Linked DNA regions of Capsicum annuum: region 2 is linked to region 1. The links are chromatin contacts, called in public Hi-C maps. All regions are on one chromosome and are shown on one strand. Each heading gives the region's core, a stretch centred on a gene start, on an enhancer-like site or on the middle of the called end of the contact. The rest is flanking DNA. Distances are from core to core; before and after follow the strand shown. Region 1 holds the start of LOC107871315 (probable nucleolar protein 5-2). Region 2 overlaps LOC107871317.

Evidence for each region. Hi-C and Micro-C count contacts between places; a contact is called where the count stands out from the background.
Region 2: a contact with region 1 is called in a Hi-C map of leaf, with 3 times the contacts expected there. The contact joins the enhancer-like site here to the promoter of LOC107871315 in region 1. A contact is called at or near these places in 3 of 5 Hi-C or Micro-C datasets (bud, leaf and placenta).

The regions. Positions count from the first base shown.
Region 1 is chr12:158,659,107-158,661,806 of UCD10Xv1.1, forward strand. It overlaps LOC107871315 (probable nucleolar protein 5-2), which reads left to right and starts at 1,428. Exons shown (of 8, transcript XM_016718209.2): 1 at 1,428-1,969; 2 at 2,054-2,095; 3 at 2,637-2,700. The coding sequence starts at 1,892.
Region 2 is chr12:159,031,947-159,034,646 of UCD10Xv1.1, forward strand. It overlaps LOC107871317, which reads right to left. Exons shown (of 6, transcript XM_016718211.2): 5 at 2,697-2,700; 6 at 1,220-1,974. The coding sequence ends at 1,799. Among protein-coding and RNA genes, the nearest start is that of LOC107871317, 15 kb to the right of the region's middle. Within about 2 kb of position 1,340, at least 3 of the 5 cell types and tissues checked have an H3K27ac peak or open chromatin away from gene starts, as enhancers often do. A contact at or near this core is called in leaf, where this site is marked.

The sequences.
Region 1 (2,700 bases), core at 178-2,677:
GTTGGGGAAAATATTAACCAAAGCGATAGCGATGTGGCGCTCCAAGATCGCGTTGGTACACTGTTTTAGGATTTCAAAGGAGCTTCAAACGAAGTTCGAAAAATTCGAAACTAGTCCGAGAACACCTATTGACCTTCCTAATCATGAATTAACTAAAATATAGACATTTAAAGGAATTTAAGGTCGCGAAATGAGATTGTCAACTTTCGAAGGCCTAAAAATAAACTAAGTCTGAATACTTAGCTAGAATTTTCTAAGTCTGAGACCCTTAACAAGCTTAAAGGACTGAATTAAGCTAGGAATTTTGCGGGGTCTTACACTAGTACAGGCCAAATATATGTTATTTTTAGTCTCAGTTTATGTGATATAAATAAATTTTGATAACTAATTATATGTTAAATATTTCTTTTAGATATTTTAAGTTGTTAGCTATTGTAATTTATAATAGTTTTTTGACATTATAATTTATTATTTTAAGTTGTTAACAATTATAATTTATAATAATCTCCTTGTCCAAACTTTTTAGCATTGATAGTCTATTATATTTTAAAAATAATTTAAGTTTTTAATTATTGAAATTTATAATACTTTTTCTTCTATTTCAATCTAAGTGACACTGATATAATTTTGAGAGTCAATCAAATATGATGATTGAAGTCGCAAAACAGACATGTCTTAAATGACTCATAATAACTTATTAGAAGTGATACAAGAAAATTACTATAAAAATAGTTGTCAAAAAAATTTAAGCGGGCCTCATATAAGATGTCAAGTTAATTTTAAACATCAATAGTTAATTTATTATTATTTTTATTTATTTTATTTTTTATTAAATATTATTTTTTAATAATTAATTAGGGATGAAATAGTAAAATTACGGTTGAACTAGCTGAAGCAGACATGTCATAAATGTCTATTTTAATTTTTCTATTAAATATTATTAATTTCTTAATACGTAAATGACATATAATAATCAATTAGGAAATAACTTATTAAAAGTGATATAAAAAAATTAATATAAAAAATAATTGTGAAAAAAATTTAGACGGGCCTTATATAAAATGTCAAGTTAATTTAAAACATTAATAGTTTGTTTATCATTTTTTTTGTTTATTTTATCTTTTTTATTAAATATATTTTTTTAATATTTAAATCACTTAAAGTAATTAATTAGGGATGAAATAGTAAAATTACGATTGAAGTAGCTGAAATAGACATGTCATAAATGTCTATTTTATATTTTTTATTAAATATTATTAATTTTTTAATACTTAACTGATACATATATAATAATTAATAAAGATGATATCGTAAAATATGACCACCATCACTTGTTTCCCTTCACGCTTCTATATAGTCAAAATAATATATAATTTAATGAAAGAAGCTGATATATGCTTACCGACATAAGTGTTCAAGAGTAGACAAATTCTTCAAGTTTTTTTTGCCTCTTCTTGTGCGCTATAATGTAACACAAATAACTGCTAATTCTAATAATAAAGAAATATAAAGGGAAAAAATTAACATATGACGTTTATTTAATTGTAATCAACATTTTACGGTGAAAATAAGAGAAAAGGTTAAACTAGGTGGGACAATAACCGATCTAAATTTAAATGGGTTGAACCAATTGGATATGATATTGACACCTTCATAGAGTTTGCTATTTTACCTCAAATATTAGAGTAAAACATTCCAGGATAGAAGTGTAAATATGGAATTATCGGGGGAGCAATAGAGCTAGTTACTGTTTTTGCAACAAAACCCATTGCCACCTCTCTAAAACCGTAGTACCTTCAATAGCATAGGCATACAGAGAAGGAAGTGAGGAGCTAAACCCTCTCTTACAGCTTCTTCCGTTTTCTCCCATTTGTTTTTTTGGCCAAAGAAGATGTTGGTATTGTTTGAAACGCCGGCAGGCTTTGCCCTTTTCAAAGTTCTGGATGAGGGAAAACTCTCCAAAGTTGAGGTATTTTCATTATTTATTTATTTATTTATTTATTTTGTGTTTTCTTGTTTTATTATAGAATTTTCTTTTTTGTCTGTGTTGTAGGATTTGTGGAAGGAGTTCTCCTCAACTGATTCTGCCAGAAAAGTACTTCTTCTTTAACCTGGTTTTTTTACTCATCAAGTTTAGCTCTAAAATCCGAGTCTTTTGATAAAACAAATATTTTATGTATTTATTGGTTTGTGTAGACATTGGGCGCAGTTAGCTCGGTATGATATACTGTGGTTAAAATTTTGAAAGTAAGAGCCGTTTGGATAAAATAAAAAAAGTGCTTATAAGCACTTGATTTTAAGCCAAAATGATAAAAGTAAGCCAAAAGCCAAAAGCCAAAAGCTAGAAATTCTAACTAATGGCTGGCAATCCAAACAGGCTCTAAAACACGTCAAGGAGAAATTTTGGCATAGCATGTTAAAAATTGGACAAAGCCAAGCACGGCTTTGTTGTTCTCTATGTTGGTTTGGTAAACACAAGCTACTTTATTAGACACACTCCAACCATGGTCTTTTTTTATCTTTTTTTTTTAATAAATAAATTATGCTTAGTTGATGTTGGGGATACGACATACCTAAAGTTTCAACTTTATGTTTCGTAAATTCTACATTTACGTGATTGGTTGGTACGGAAACAGGTTGTGAAGCTAAAAGCTTTCTCTAAGTTTGAGAACACCTCAGAAGCTCTATCAGCAGCTACGC
Region 2 (2,700 bases), core at 90-2,589, 370 kb after region 1:
AGTATAAGAGAGTATCAATTGAGTATATGGACACTGCAAGTGTATCAATGTAGTATAAAATTGTATTAATGTGGTATAAAAAAGTATCAATTGAATATAGGAACTGCATGTGCTTGCATAGAATTTTCCTTTCTTTTTTTAGAAAAGTGTATCAATATAGTATAAAAATGTATCAATTTGGTATAAAAGTGTATCAATTGAGTATAGAGACTGTATGTGACCAATTGAACCAAATGGCTAAAAAAAGGAATTAGCTTACTAAATATTACACAAATACACAACTTATGTTTCCAATATTACAAGAAATCCCAACTCCCTAAACATATTATAAAAATCCCAACATATACACAGAATTTTATGTATATGTTGGCTAAGTTATGTAAATTAATAGGGAGAGAGAGTAAAGTAATTAAAAAAAGTGGGAATAAATGTAATTACTTCCAAAGTATACATTAATTTAGCCGACTGAACAGCCCATGTCCACCTTTTCAAATGTGGACCAATTTTTTAAAAAATGAACAGCTCATGTCCTTTTCTCTTTTTCTAAAGTGTATTCTCTTTTTCTAAAGTGTATTTTTCAAAAAAAATATTTTTAGGAATTTCTTAGCTTCTAAAAAATATCATCTGCTACTTCCTAAACACACTTATTTTTTCTCAAAAGCTTATATGTCATTTATTTGACCAAGCTTCTAAAAATCAACTCATGTTGAGAAACTTTTCAAAAAATCACTTTTGATGAAAAATAATTAGTATTTGAGTAATATATTTTTAAAAAAAAAAAAAACACTTTTGAATAGTAATTAGTATTTGACCAAACTTCAGAAAGCGCCTTTAAGTATATTTTTTCGAAAGTGATTTTAAAAAATTACTTCTCATGAAAAGCTACTTTTTTTAGCTGCTGGAAAACTACTACTACTATCCAGAAGCACGAACTTTCTCCAAGTAACTTTGATCAAACACCTCAATAAACATCACTTTTTAAAAGAAATAAGCACTTTTAAAAAATATATATTTAACCAAACTATTAGTCAAATACCTCACGTTTTTAGAGTAATCACTTTTTAAAAAAAAAAAAAGGTACTTCTGAGAAAAAATAAGCCTGATCAAACAGACTATAAATCCTATTGGCTCTGCTGCGTTTACATTTTTGCCCGACGTCCCAACACCAGTGTCATCCTCATCCAAATAAGTAAGGACATGCAAACTGAAGAATGGAGGAAAAAGAAAAAGAAAGTTTGACAGCGAGGGGCAACTCGAATGGATCAATATTTGTAAAACGGGGCAAGGCATCAGCCGAGCCGACCCTCCGCTTTTCCACCTATTGCCATCCTTGCACATAGTGCCTTCAGTTGCATTCAAAACATACAAGACGAGCCCCAGAGGGTGGGGAGGGGCAGGGGTTAATAACAAAGAAAATGGGTGAGCTTCCCTTCCTTGATATGGCGGCATTTAATTAATAATGTCGATCTATCATGTACAAGTAACAACTGCAACAGATTATGACTTTTGACGATTTAAGTAGGAGCAACTACCAAATATTGGCCATGTCAACCATGCCTCTGGTATATCAGGGGTAGCTTTCACAGGACATCAGGTTCTTCAACTGGGCAAAATTCCCCAACCAGATGTTTCTAGAAGGAAAGCTTCTTCGTCCTAATCACCAGATTATCATCCCTCCGTCGGATATGCATTAACAACCAGTTACAGAGCTTACTAGATCACAGAAGTGAGGTGAAAACGTCAAAACAACAAGTAGCGACGCTTCAAGAAGCGCCAGACCCAAGGCTTGCAATGCTGCTCAAAGGTTAAAGGACTGTGTCCCATATGTTTTGCGATTCGCGACATCTCCGCTCAATTCATTCCCAGGAGTTAGACACGTCGCAGGTTTGCTACTCCCATTTGACATCGTAATACTCCCACTGGAATCCCGCCTGGCTTTGAAAACACCCCAGAGGTAATATTTACCCTGAAATCCTGTCGATTGACTTTCTCAAGCTGATTAACAATGAACCTCAGATAAAGCAAACCAAGAAGCCATACCTATATTTAATCTGATACACCATTAATTCAAGTTTATATTGTCTCATACGAGTTGGCAGGCTTATGAAGGTAAGAGTTAGAATTTTATTTATTATATTATATTACAAGTGGGTCCAAGCTTCCTAAAAATGCCAAATTTAAGAGTTTTCAAAAAGCATTAACCCATTGGCAAAATGGCAAGGTATAAACCTTCATCTTTTATAAGCATGGAAGACGCTGGTTTAATTTGTGGATTTTCTGATTAAATATAATAAGAAGCAACTTCCTAAAGAAATTGGCTTGATCCAATATGAGCATAGCTCACTCTGTGCTGTGCTTTGGCTCGAAAAATGGAACATTTGAAGTCCCCGTTCAAAGCCACAGGAAGGCACTGTGTCTCTGCCTAAACATTGTTTGGTAATCAAACCTTCTGGAGCTCCAATATATCCACTGACCATCAATCCTCAACTTCTTATTACCAAATCTCCTATCAATAGACAACGAAAATTCTCTATTTTCTTCCAATTTTTCCCCTTGAAGTTAACTACGTCATCAGTTTGAACTCTTTAAGAAGCACAAAAACATGGTCTCACGCTTAGCAAGCATATCATCTTTGGAGAAAGCCAAAATAGAAAGGACATGTAGACAGTGAAACGAAGGATCAAATAGAAACTCACTCCA